Regions from separate parts of the Zea mays genome. Here region 2 is linked to region 1. A link is a contact called in public Hi-C data. All regions are on one chromosome and are shown on one strand. The core of a region is the stretch at or near the end of the contact, and the rest is flanking DNA. Distances in the headings are between cores, read along the strand shown.

What was found. A called contact is a pair of places that touch in the nucleus more often than the background predicts.
Region 2: a contact with region 1 is called in a Hi-C map of leaf mesophyll, with 2.1 times the contacts expected there. The contact joins two enhancer-like sites. A contact is called at or near these places in 3 of 25 Hi-C or Micro-C datasets (bundle sheath, endosperm and leaf mesophyll).

What each region holds. Positions count from the first base shown.
Region 1 is chr4:26,080,487-26,087,501 of Zm-B73-REFERENCE-NAM-5.0, reverse strand. No RefSeq gene overlaps it. Among protein-coding and RNA genes, the nearest start is that of LOC103652966, 100 kb to the left of the region's middle. Within about 2 kb of position 5,756, at least 18 of the 20 cell types and tissues checked have an H3K27ac peak or open chromatin away from gene starts, as enhancers often do. A contact at or near this core is called in bundle sheath and leaf mesophyll, where this site is marked.
Region 2 is chr4:26,219,223-26,226,716 of Zm-B73-REFERENCE-NAM-5.0, reverse strand. No RefSeq gene overlaps it. Among protein-coding and RNA genes, the nearest start is that of LOC103652966, 37 kb to the right of the region's middle. Within about 2 kb of position 5,081, at least 17 of the 20 cell types and tissues checked have an H3K27ac peak or open chromatin away from gene starts, as enhancers often do. A contact at or near this core is called in bundle sheath and leaf mesophyll, where this site is marked.

The sequences.
Region 1 (7,015 bases), core at 4,507-7,006:
AATTGGCCATATGAGATCTCTTTCCCATTTCAACTTGTAACACCCTAAATCTCATTTTGAGAATATAGTAAAAAATTTCAAATATCTTGAATTAGAATATTTTTTTTCTTTAGAATTCCCATAACATTTGAGGTCACATCTCCTTAAATAAAAGTTTTATAACTAAAATTCAATAAAAAGATTCTTTTATAAATTAGCATTTATTGAAGTTTATAAGTATTAAGATGTGAACTATTCTCTATTTCATGATTGGAATCATGAATAAATGAACTAAAATAAAACAAATATATATAGTTTTGCATTCATGTTGGTGTTTTATTTATGCATCTCAAAGTAAAAGTTTAGGATTCAAACTTGTGTTGATTTGAAATTCAAATAGAAATAAAATGAAATAAAAAGGGAAAAGGAAAAGCAAACCTGCGCCAGATCTTCTTCCACTCGGCCCAGCTCGCCCTCAAAACCCTGTGGCCCGCACGGCCCACTACTTGACGGGCGCAGCCCAACCCACACAGACGCATGCGCCTGGTCATGTGCCAATACCGACGGCCTGGCCCCACCTGGCAGCCTCCCTGTCCGTTCTCCCTGTTGCGCGATTGCATGCTAGCCACAGCCGTGTGGGCCCTACATGCCAGTCTGTCACGTGCACGCCTAGAAATCCTTGTGCCACTGATGGGTGGACCCGTGGCGATAGCTTCCCCTTCCATCTCGGCCGCAGGCTCGGAACAGAAGCGCGCGACTTCCGGACGGATCCTCCCCTATCCATCCGATGAGCTCGTGCCCAGCCTTCTTCCTCCCGGCATATAAAACCGGGTCCTCCTCTGGACCAACCACCCCATGGGCGCCATTACCTCCGATGGAATCACCAATAGGAGCTATGGGGCAGGGAGATCCACCGCCACCGTGGCACCATGGTAGTCGCGATTCGCTAGCGTCTGATTGCGGGTCGTGGCCTGGTGATCTTCGCAAAGGCACGCAGATGGTTATCATGCCCTCACCATGCGGTTCTGGGGCCGGGGCGGCGAGGAATTGTCAAGACGCACCCTCCATGGTCGAAGGTCGCTTCGGCAGGAACTTCGGTGAGCTTCTTGACCCTTTGGTTCACTTGCTGGTCCGCTTTGCATAGCACAAACCGTAGGGGGGAAAGTGGAGCTCTGGTGCTCGATTTGACGGGGCACCACCTCGCGGCTTCGGTCGTGGCTCTGGTCCACACCTCGCCGGGATCTAGCCCAAGCTGCCAGCGGCCTCTCGCGTTGTTCGTTGCTCCCAGCACGCTGCCTCGCGCCCTCGCCGCAACTCTCTCCTACTCCATTGAAGCTCGAGCGTTGTCGCCATGGGGCTTGGGTAAGTGCCGCCGCAGTCATGCTCCAGGCTGCGGTATGGATCGCCGCCCCACTCGCCGGTGAGCTCGCCGCCATGAAAATTGAGATGGATCGCCATCGCGGTTCTGCCTCACGCCGTGGGCGGGGCCCGTGTGGCAACACTGTGTTCCGTGTGACCTGGCTCGGCGCGGCGCAGTTGTGCTCCGGCCATGTCCCGACGGCACCTGAACCGCGCCATGAACCTGCACAAGGTTGCCGCGGAGTCCCTGGTGGTCGACTAGGTGTGGTCGGTCTCCTCCTACGAACTCATGCGCCGGGCGCGATCACTCGTTCAGCCATGGGTTCTGGCGCCGCCGTAGGTTCGCACCGCGCCTTGGCCGAGGGCCACCCCAGCTTCACCCACTGGTAAGCCACCCTGATCCTTTGGGTTCCTGACTTGCGTTGCACCGACCTCGGTGTGAATAGGGTAGTCGAGCGCGGTGGCGGGATCAAGCCGTCGTGTCCGCCGCGGTGGAGCTACGGGAGCCGCCCGGAGTCGTCCTGGAAGAAAGAAAATGCTCTGGGACCGTTGATGCAACCATCTATGGTCGGGATATGTCCAGAAAAGGGTAAACATCGAACCGTTGGATCGATTGCGGAGGGCACAGATTAGATCTAGGCGTATAACCCTTCGGGCCGTCGATCGTTGATTCGATGGCTGCGATCGCATTCTGGTTCGGTGGTAAGAAAATTTAATCGTGGCCCTTGATGCAGGATCCAACGGCCAGAATTAACCGATACCCTTTCGACCTGCGCGTTTTGCAAAAGAGACCTCTTATTTAACTATAAACAACCCGCAGTCCACACTGTGGGAGTTCTGTGTCTTTGTGTCTTTTGCGCAGAACCCCCTAGATTTCTTTTAAATAGTTGCCGCAGTCCAAATAACTCAAAAATCTATTAAATTAAATACAGAAATTCTTTTAATGCAAAATAATGTCCCAAACTTCGGAAATTCATAACTTGATGAATTTTGCTCCAAATTGATTCATTCCAGTGGCATTAATTTTGTTTAAGTATTGTTTATTACCTAGTACCTTTGTCTAACCATGAAACTTGATTTAAAATTATTCACAACAATAACTCTATTCTAGGTATTAAATAACTTCAGAAATTCCTAACTTAATAATCGTAGCTCCGAATTTAGTGGTTCTTGTTTATACGATCTCGTAGCAGCGCGTAGAATATTATTATGCAGTTGTTCTTATGTTTGATGTAATGTTGATTTTGCCTATACCATGTTTGTTGTATTGCTACGACTAGCGTGAGGTTACGAGTCACCTGAAGATCATCCTGGTACCTGGAATCTCAAGTCCCAGGCAAGTTGTGCCCTTGATCACTTCTTTTTACCCACTCATGTTCTAATTAATCATAATGATCTACATAGGTTAATTTTGATGGGACCTAATAGGTTACCCTAGTTTGATTATCTTTATAACTTGTTTACCACTGAACTTTTTGGGTAGTACTTGCTAGTGCTTTATGTGGTTTTGGGTATGAAGATACATTATTCATGATCACACTTTTATTATCTATTTATTATTACTGTTCATGATAAGATCATTATGTTAATTGGAACATGGAGCAACCACCCGGGAAAACAGTGCCACCATAAGGGTTTAATGGGACGCCCTTGGCTGATTAATTAGGAAAGCTAGCGGAAGACTACCTTACCCGAAAGGGGCAAGGGCAGTAGGGGAGTGGTCAGTGTAGGGAGGTCCTTGGGATGATTTTGCTGCGATGGCGATCATGCGAGGGATCCCTGCATTGGAGCTTCCTATAAACTGTAGCGGGTTTTCTGAAGCTAGTGGAACTTTGTAAAGGCCTCGTAGTGTTACCCTGCCTCGCCTCCTCGGTAGAGGTGTATGGGAAGTCGCGATCCCTTGGCAGATTGGTAACATGACTTGTGGGTAAAGATGCGCAACTTCTGCAGAGTGTAAAACTGGTATACTAGCCGTGCTCACGGTCATGAGCAGCTCGAACCCTCACATGATTAATTTATGGAACTAAATTCAATTTGTCATATGCATTGCATCGCAGGTGATGTTATTACTTTTCTTAATTGGGTTGGTATTTACTTATACTTAGTAACTGCTAATAAAATTTTGACCAACTTTAAAAGCAATGCTCAGCTCTAACCATCCTCTTTGGTAAGCCTTACTCTTCACGTGAGCTCCCACCTTTGGCGAGTTCATGCACATTATTCCCCACAACTTGTTGAGCGATGAACGTATGTGAGCTCACTCTTGCTGTCTCACACCCCCCCCCCCCCCACAGGTCAAGAGCAGGTACCACAGGATGAGGCGCTTGGAGGATGTTGTGATGTGTTCGTGAGAGGTCTAGGCCGTCGTCTCCCAGTCAACTTTGGGTTGCTGGACCGTTGTCTCTTATAATATAATTATTTATTTATTTTGTACAGAACTCCTATTATTTAGTAAATATGTGACATTCAATCTTGTGCCATGATTCATCATATGTGTGAGACTTGGTCCCAGCACACCTGGTGATTATGTTCGCGCCCGGGTCTTAGTGCCCCTGACACCCGGGTGTGACAGAAGTGGTATCAGAGGAATGTTGACTGTAGGACGAAACCTAGATAGAACTGGACAACCATTGTCTACTTACCTTTGCTACTCTGATTCTTATCTAAACTTTTCTTAATCTTTTCTCATCTATTTCCGCTTTACTCTGATTATTCTTACCTTTTCTTTCTAAAGACAAATGTGGATTTCACACTTTGAAATCCTACACCTAGAGTGACTTTAGAAATAGGAGACCTACTCTTAGGAACAAAAACAAAACTATTTTTATATAAATATCTATGAACTTGAATGCTTGTTCTTATGATATTTGTCTGATTTGGATCTTTGATTGAGTGTGATGAGTTGTGGAGTAAGGTCCACAATTACATCTGCATAAACATAATGCTTATAAAACTAACTAGACAAACTAGATTATCCCTCAATAAAGTATCTAGCCTAACAATATCCATCTCATCTTAAAAAGATCTATCATATTTTAATAGATCCATCTTATCTTAAAAGATTCTCTCTTATCTTAATGAATTCATCTCATCATGAAAGATTCGTTTTATCCTAACCACTATATTTATCTGATCCTAAAGTAACCACCAGGACCTAATCCAAAATAATGAGATCATAACTAGTTTAATCTAGTCGTACCAACCTAATCTGGATTCTATCTAATCTATTATGATCTAATCTAGAGTAAGTTATCTAATGCTAGTACAAAGGATAAGGCCATACTCCTAACTCACTTAAGCCTAAATTGGTGACTTAGATCAACTCGGTCATGCAAAACTACTTAACCTACCTGATAAGTTACCTAAATGCATCTACCCCAAAAGCAAAGTAAATCATGTTGGGCCTTTCCATCACAAGCACCGACAACTATCTTAACCATAATACCTTAGCAGAGATGGCAACTCTAAAGATGAGGGCCAAAGAAGACCAACCCCGTCAAGGAAGGAGAAGCACCGACTCAAGTCTTCAAAGAGCAGGAGCTGGATCACCAAATGAGTCAAGATCCACCATCGATAATGGAATCTTCTTTACCATAATCCTTATTACCGCAACCTTCTCTACTTCTGCCTAATAGCTAAACATAGTATACCCACGTGTTCCTAACCATTTCCTTATTTAATGACTTAAAAAGTATATAGAAAACATTTGTGCTTAAAACCACTTGAAAAAAACTTGAAGCTAAACTGCAACCAAACATTTGGCTTTCTATATCTCTTTTCTTACAAATCTCGAGGACGAGATTTTTGTTAAGGGGGGTAAGATTTGTAACACCCTAAATCTCATTTTGAGAATATAGTAAAAATTTTCAAAGATCTTGAATTAGAATATTTTTTCTTTAGAATTCCCATAACATTTGAGGTCACATCTCCTTAAATAAAAGTTTTATAACTAAAATTCAATAAAAAGATTCTTTTATAAATTAGCATTTATTGAAGTTTATAAGTATTAAGATGTGAACTATTCTCTGTTTCATGATTGGAATCATGAATAAATGAACTAAAATAAAACAAATATATATATAGTTTTGCATTCATGTTGGTGTTTTATTTATGCATCTCAAAGTAAAAGTTTAGGATTCAAACTTGTGTTGATTTGAAATTCAAATAGAAATAAAATGAAATAAAAAGGGAAAAGGAAAAGCAAACCTACGCCAGATCTTCTTCCACTCGGCCCAGCTCGCCCTCAAAACCCTGTGGCCCGCACGACCCACTACTTGACGCGCGCAGCCCAACCCACACAGACGCACGCACCTGGTCATGTGCCAATACTGACGGCCTGGCCCCACCTAGCAGCCTCCCTGTCCGTTCTCCCTGTTCCGCGATTGCATGCTGGCCATAGCCGTGTGGGCCCTACATGCCAGTCTGTCACGTGCACGCCTAGAAATCCTTGTGCCACTGATGGGTGGACCCGTGGCGACAACTTCCCCTTCCATCTCGGTCGCAGGCTCGGAACAGAAGCGCGCGACTTCCGGACGGATCCTGCCCTATCCATCCGATGAGCTCGTGCCCAGCCTTCTTCCTCCCGGCATATAAAACCGGGTCCTCCTCTGGACCAACCACCCCATGGGCGCCATTGCCTCCGATGGAATCGCCAGCAGGAGCTATGGGGCAGGGACATCCGCCGCCGCCGTGGCACCATGGTCATTGCGATTCGCTAGCGTCTGATTGAGGGTCGTGGCCTAGTGATCTTCGCAAAGGCACGCGGATGGTTATCATGCCCTCACCATGCGGTTCTGGGGCCGAAGCGGTGAGGAATTGTCAAGACGCACCCCTCCATGGTCGAAGGTCGCTTCGGCAGGAACTTTGGTGAGCTTCTTGACCCTTTGGTTCACTTGCTGGTCCGCTCTGCATAGCACAAACCGTAGGGGGAAAGTGGAGCTCTGGTGCTCGATTTGAGGGGGCACCGCCTCGCGGCTTCGGTCGTGGCTCTGGTCCGCACCTCGCCGGGATCTAGCCCAAGCTGCCAGCGGCCTCTCGCGTTGTTCGTTGCTCCCAGCACGCTGCCTCGCGCCCTCGCCGCAACTATCTCCTACTCCATTGAAGCTTGAGCGTTGTCGCCGTGGGGCTTGGGTAAGTGTCGCCGCAGTCGTGCTCCAGGCTGGGGTATGGATCGCCGCCCCACTCGCCGGTGAGCTCGTCGCCATGAAAACTGAGATGGATCGCCATCGCGGTTCTGCCTCACGCCGTGGGCGGGGCCCGTGCGGCAACACTGTGTTCCGTGTGATCTGGCTCGGCGCAGCGCAGTTGTGCTCCGGCCATGTCCCGACGGCACCTGAATCGTGCCATGAAGCTGCACAAGGTTGTCGCGGAGTCCCTGGTGGTCGGCTAGGTGTGGCTGGTCTCCTCCTACGAACTCACGCGCCGGGCGCGATCACTCGTCCATCCATGGGCTCTGGCGCCGCCGTAGGTTCGCACCGCACCTTGGCCGAGGGCCACCCCAGCTTCACCCACTGGTAAGCCACATCGACCCTGATCCTTTGGGTTCCTGCCTTGCGTTGCACCGACCTCGGGTGTGAATAGGGTAGTCGAGCGCGGTGGCGGGATCAAGCCGTCGTGTTCGCCGCGGCGGAGCTACGGGAGCCGCCCGGAGTCGTCCTGGAAGAAAGAAAATGCTCTG
Region 2 (7,494 bases), core at 3,832-6,331, 140 kb before region 1:
CCAACTCCTCCTGCAGCCATCCAAGGAAGCGGAGGCCCACCTCCTTACCTGACGCATCAAAGGGAGCAGTCCGCGCACCAAGCTCCCGGTATGCGTCCGCGAGCTGTGCATGCGTTCGATCAACCTCTGCGCGAGTAGAGGCCTTCGCTTTGTCTAGGCAGCCACGTAGGCTGCTGTGGCTCGCTTCTGCCTCGTCCGCGTGTTGGCGAGCGAGATTGGCCTCAGCACGCGATAGTTTGGCCTCGGCACGTGCAGCCTGCGCCTCAGCACAGGCCCTGTTCGCATCCTTCTTCTCCACCGCCAGCTGACGGCTGAGGTCCTCCTTCTCGGCCTCCGCAGCTGCCAACTTCTCCATCAGCCTGTGACTCTTGTTTTCTGCAGCTGACTTGTCCTGCACAGCTTCCGTATGCTGCGTCCGGAGGCACTCAATCCTGCCCTCGAGTCGTTGCCTCTCGGCAGCGAACTCCAAGGTCAGAGCGCCTGACGCAACATGATCGGCGAAGGCAGCCGCCTGCCATGAAACGTCCATCAAATTCGTAATCACATAAACACAACAAACTGACGAAGTCCAAGACGACTTACATGCTTCAGATGCTGCGTTGCATGCTTCAGCTGCTGCGCAACAGAACCCGCCACGTCTTTAGCGGTGGCGGCCGAAGTAATCTCGCCGCTGGCGCAAAACTTGGACCATGGGTCCTGCGAATCACCCTTCGCCTCGGCCACCTGCGCGGCCGCCACCGAAGCCGGGACAACAGCCAGTTGCCCAGCATCTGACCCTGCATCACAATCTAGTCCAAGACCTAGACCTCGTGAAAAAAACTCACCGACAAGTCCCCGCCCCGTGTGGGCATCGAACATCATGACACCACCCACACGGTAGTCATCCACACAGATGTCCATGGAGAGGTCGGCCCCACTCGCCGCCGCCTCGGCAGTACCCAGCGGAGACGGTGGCCCTCGCTCCTGCGTGGGCTCAGCAGAAGGCGGCTTGCTCGAGCCGGGAGCGAGGGCCCTCGCACCCGACAAAGGTTTGCTAGGGCCGGGAATGGCAGGCTTCACAGCCGGCGGTGGCTTGCTACTGTCGAGGGTGGTGGACTTCGCAATTCCCCGCACCTTCTTGACCTCACGACTAGGGTCCCCGACCCTAGTGAACACCCGGCGCTTCCGCGTCGCATCTTGGCGATCCTTATCCATCACTGTCAATACAACAGCAGCAATATTCCGTCCATAAGGAAAAATCTTCATCTCACGGGCTAAGCGAGACGTAAACATGTCATCGCCGGCTGCCCGGGGGATCGAAACATTCCTCGGCCAACGACCCCCGGTAACCTCCAGCATTCGCGCCGAAGATTCCCGGAGCTCGGGCGAAGACATCCTTCCACCGGGGGCCACACAAGTTCCCATTAAATCCACAGCAAAATGATCGGAGACCCCCAACCCCTCAGCTGCAGTACCTAGTTTTCTCTTTTTAGTGCCCGCAACCGGCACAACTCCCCGTGAAGGGCCTTCCTCAACCGCAGCCACCGCCTTTTTTCCCTTGCGATCGACAGTAGCAGCAGCGTCGTCTCCCGGGTAACCACCATATGGAAGACGATTCAACTAAAAACACGGTTCAAACGAACATTGGAACCGCGAATATCCCAACTCCGCAAAGTCTCCGTCCTCGGCACATATCGCCCCACAATTCTCACTACTCCATCCTCTAATTCACGCACAAACGCGGCTGGGTTCTGGCCGCGCAAATCCAAGGCGAAGGTAGGACTTCGCACCAACTGCTCACCCAAGGTAGGCATCTGGCGAGGGCACACTTCGCCAAGTACCCAGTCGTGCGCCAATGGCCATACTCCATATCCAATAAACTCCTCAACCAGATCACGCCCGCTACTCATGCGGGCAACATACTGGAGGGCCCCTTCGTCCTCATCGTCCTCCGCCACCTCAAACGGTGGGAACACCACGTAATAGTGGGAGCACATAACGGCCGCAGGGAGCCCTGGAGATCTTCGACTTCCCCACTCGAGACATAAAACCAATAGTCCCACCAGTTGCCCCACTTGTTTCGAGCGCAGGGGACTATTTCCACGACTTCCGCCAAAGTCTTTCCGGTCCTCGGCGTGAAGGTGCACGATCCAAATTGTGCAATCTTATTTCCAATTTTCCTCTTTTGCTAGTGCAGACAATAGTTCTTGGCGAAGACCTCCACGGACGGCTGACCGCCGTATGAAGTCACCGCCCAGACATACTTCGCCAGGGCAACCATGGCGTTAGGTGTCAACTGGTGGACCTAGACGTCGAACCTCTGCAAGACCTCCACCACAAAACGATGCGCCGGTAGGCGAAGGCCGATGATGAAGAATGTCTCGAACACAACTAATTCGCCCTCAGGCTCAGAAATCTCCTTAGCACCCAGAACGCGCCCAACACCGTCACCAAAGTACCCAAGCTGCTGCATCTCCTGCACGTGAACCGAGGAAATCCTCAAGGTGCCGAACTCCACTGTGTGGCCCGGCTGCAACTCCGTCGCCACCAAATCACTCAGGGTATCCTCGGACGATGGATTGGCCGATGACACACTCGCAGCAAATGAGGAAGAAGACATTGCTACGTATCGTCGGCGGCGGCGCGTGGTCTGCTTGGCGCGGGCCAGATCTCCGAAGCAGAAGAACAAGGAGGGCAGGCGAGCGGTTTGAAAAAGTTAGGGTTTTCCAGCGCACGCAAGGGTAAGAAACAGCCCCGGTCGTGCCGCCTTTTATAGACAAGACGCGGCGCTTCGGGAAACATGCAGTCCAACAGTGCCACGTCCATCAACGGTCACCTCAAAAACCCCGCGGGACCACTTCGAGCGAAGGCAGCGTCTCCACCATCTAGCGACGTCTTCGGCACCAGATGACTTAGTCGAACTGGTCCCTTGGAGGGCAAATGTTGGGGCGAAGGCGACACTACCCTTCGCTCGATGCCTTCATCGCCTCGCTACACCAACGAAGACCACGCCCGAGCGAGCCGAGGGAGCTAGTTGGGTGAGGACCGCCACGGTCGCCCTTCGTCCTCTCCATTGCAAGACGAAGGCAAGGCTCCGTCGAAGTCTGCTGGTCCCACGTCCTCATCGCCTCCGAAGGCCCATGTGGGATTCAGCCCACTGTAACGGGCCCCACGCGGATAAGCATGTACGGGCCGCGTCTGTAATAGCCTTTTCTATAATGATGGTCTGTAACCTCCCCCTGTGAGAATATTCCGGGGATAATCTAGGTACCCGAGGGCATAAACATCCTTGCTAGAGGATGGTGGTCACTCGGGTGCCTATAAATACCCCCGTACAGTGCCCTTGAGTGGCCAGATTAACAGAGCTATTGTCATTCCCCGTTGAACTTTGCAAACACTCTCTCCACTCTCCCGTTGAATCTACTTGCCCAGGAAGGCAAGTTCCAACAAGGGCAAAACTTGCCTTAGACTTGAGATTCACATGTACTTCTCCAAGTTAATCTTCAAGTGACTCGTAACCTCGCTGCTACTCATAGCAATACAAACAAACATGGTATAGGTAAAATTAACCTCACACCAATCATAAGAACAAACTGCATAATAATGATTTACACATCGTAACGAGATCCAAGGTTCAAGAATCACTAAATTTGGAGTTACAGTTAAAGAGTTATGATTTTCCGAAGTTTTAAGTGTTAGATATAGAATAAATTAGGTGCATAAATTTAACCTATATTTCATGACAAAACAGGGTTACCAGATAATAAACAATATTATTACAAATTTAATGCAACTGAAATGGATCAAAAAGGTGTTAGAATGAATTAAATATGAATTAAACAAGTTTCTGGAAATATTTTTATACTAAAAACCATTTTCTATATTAATTTACTTAATTTATTAAATCCCTGGATTGCGCCATAAATTCTAGAAAGCCTAGAGTTGAATTCATAAAATCCAGGACTTGACTGTAATTCCCTATAACTATCTCTGTGCGGCGGGTTGATTGCAGAAAAGGGAAGGGGCTCTTTTGCATTATGGCACGGTCGAAGGGGTACTAAGCATCCAAGGCTATCAGATTAGAATTCGACGGCCACGATCAAAACTACCCTGGATCGGATCGTGATGCGATCAGAGACGCCAGATCTGGGATCAAGGGTTCGAACTTTAAACGACCGCGATCGAATCCGAGGCATCCACGGTCGGATCAATGGCCACCGCAACCCTACCACAAAGCGATACATAGGTTTTTATCTGAGCCGCACGATTCCGATAAGGTGGTTCTGATCACATGCGAGCGACATCTAACCCGGGGTGAAATCCAACCGCTCCCATGCAGATCTACGGCCATAGTTGGATGGAGAGAGGGGGTATGCCCAGATTTAATCACGGTTGTTCGTTCTCTGATCGACGATGCCCCCTTCTTCTTTCTTGGCACAACACACGGCAGTGCCGCGTGCCACCCGTCGACTAGCTCGTCGTGATTACGCCCATACCTCGCCGCAGTGATCTAAATCATGCATGACCCCGCGAAATAGAGAGAGAAGAGCACGACAAACTAGATAGGAGGTATCTCACCGGCGAATGGCGATGGGAAAAGGGTCGGTCCAATGTGGCGCGAACCCTCGGCTGATTCCGGATTCCGGTGAGAAATTGCGGCGACATCGAGTCATCACAAAATCGAGCGATGCCGCGGTCGACCTCCACTAGCATGGGCGGTGCTTTACTCTTCACCACCGGGGCTTGAACGGCGGTGGCACAACTACGGTGGTTCTTCCTTTCTCTCTCTCGCTTCGCTCTCTCAATGCCTTCTCTCACCGGACGATGGCCAGCCAACGCAATACACCCAGATCCGAACGAAAGTTGTGCCCTGAGGTTTTATAAGCTCGCGCGAAGGTAGGCCAGACAGTTGAGACCGTTTTGCCAGCTTGGGCGCGCGACATTTTCGGCGACTGTTATAGCCATGGGTGGCCACGGCGAGGAAGACTGACCGGGCAAGTCCCCCGGTCCATAGACCCTAAACCCACACGCGCATGCCTGAGCGGTTGGATGAGGATGGGGAATGGGCCCGTGATGTCAGCGACAAAAGGAACCCACGCGCGCCGCGAGGGATGACTGGAGAGCGGGCCCGAGTGGTCAGTGAGAAACAGGGAGATCGGGCACGACGCTGCGAGGAAGGCTGACGCAAGCCGCTGGGCCGAGCTGGCGATGTAAGTGAGCCAGAAGCTGAAATCGACCCACGAGATAGTTTGATTTTTTTTCTTTTTGTTTTCTATTTTCTAATTTCTTCCCTTTTTAAATTCCCTATTTAAAATTTTGAATTCACATCGTTTTCAAATTTGAATTTAACAATTCAAATATAAATGCAACATTCAAAGAATTCCAGCATGTATGTACAGTCTTATATTTTATTTATATATTATTCACTTATTCACTTATTTAGAAATATATATTTCAAATGTGAAGTACACACATTATTAAGAAATACCATTTTGAATGTAAATTTTAAAGGTTCTTCCACAATTCAACATTTACTACTTATTATTATTTATTTAAATGAAAGAGATATGTTTTATAAAAAATCTTTTATAGATGTCATTTTATCTCAAATTCTTTTGGAGAACTTTTATACCTCACAAAATATGATTTTGAGTGTTACGGTAGGGTCTTATGGCAGTGAGACGCAGAGCCAGATTAGTGGGTAAAGTGTACACCTTTACACAGACTTTGAAACCTATTCGAATAGTCTTGTCCACTGGCATGGATGAATCTGGTATGGTATGACAATTAGTGTTTTATTTTCGAAAAGGAAGGGGAAATGTGTGAGTGTTTTTGGAAAAGAAAATGATGTCCCAGGAGCGGGAAGCTCAGTGGTGGTTGAGTAAGAAAATGTGTTACTCCACTCTTCTCTGAGTAAAATACCAAGATGATGCCTTTTCTAAAGAAAAATAATGAGTGACTCATAACTCCAGCGTACCAAGCATGTACTATATATGTCCCTCTCTTTTTACTGGCTAGAATGGGCTTGCAGAATACGTAAGTATTCACCTAACTTTATTTATGTTTTTCAGCGGCTTAAGACTTCTTTTATGCTCTGTTCGACTAGAAGGCACTACCGGAATTGACGGCTTTGCCGAGTGCCTGAAGCACTCGGCAAAGCCTTAAAAACACTCGGCAAAGGCTTTGCCGAGTGTCGCACTTGGCAAAGAGGGCTCGGCACACAGTGCATCAGCAAAGCCCTCTTTGCCGAGTACTTTTTCTCGGGCACTCGGCAAAGTGGTTTGCCGAGTGCCAGAGAGCACTCGGCAAAGAAAAGCAGCCATTACGACGACGGGTGACGGAGACGGCGTCTTTGCCGAGTGCCCCGGTGACACTCGGCAAAGAATCCACCTTTGCCGAGTGCCACCTAAGACACTCAGCAAAGAATCCGCCAGAGAGGGTCCCCATGTCAGGTCCTTTGCCGAGTACTTGGTATGGCACTCGGCAAAGCGTGCTTCTTTGCCAAGTGCCAGAGCCATTACACTCGGCAAAGAACCTATATCGGTGCCTAGGTCTTGGTTCTTTGCCGAGTGCAACAGCTCTGACACTCGGCAAAGCACCTCTTTGCCGAGTGTCACACTCGGCAAAGTGACCAGTAGGCACCTTTTTAATTTGTTTTCCCTATTCCATCCAAACAAACAAAAGATATTTCACAGATATCACATATATACATCACAGATGATCACGGACATATATAGCCAACACAAACAGTATTAACACAAATTCTGACATAAGTATTCAACATAAGTTGAGAGGTTCTCAACACAAACAGTATTAACAGAAGTTCAAAAGTATCAACACAAGTTCACAAGCTCTGACAAGTATTCAACATAAGTTTTGTGTTTGAAACACTAAAAACATAACTCGGCACTCATGGAGGTGGGCGGTTGGTCTGGTGCTGCGTTGGGCTGAACCCTTCATTAGGGTTGTTGGATGCCGCCCCAGATTGGCCCTGCACAGAGAAGAGATAGCATGTGTTATACCAGATGCATTATCAACATCTAACTACAACTTTGATACTCATAGGAGTATGGAACATAGCGGGGTCAACTGCTGAAAGTCGCCTAGAGGGGGGTGAATAGGCAAATCTAAAATTTATAAACTTTAAGCACAACTACAAGCCGGGGTTAGTGTTAGAAATATAATCGAGTCTGAAAGAGAGGGTGAAAACAAATCACAAGCGAATAAGAGCGGATGACACGGTGATTTGTTTTACCAAGGTTCGGTTCTTGCAAACCTACTCCCCGTTGAGGTGGTCACAAAGACCGAGTCTCTTTCAACCCTTTCCCTCTCTCAAACGGTCACCTAGACCGAGTGAGCTTCTCTTCTCAAACAATCGGGACACTAAGTCCCCATAAGGACCACCACAACTTGGTGTCTCTTGTTTTGATTACAAGTGAGTTGAACACAAGAAAGAAGGAAGAAGAAAAGCAATCCAAGCGCAAGAGCTCAAATGAACACAATTGTCTCTCTCAC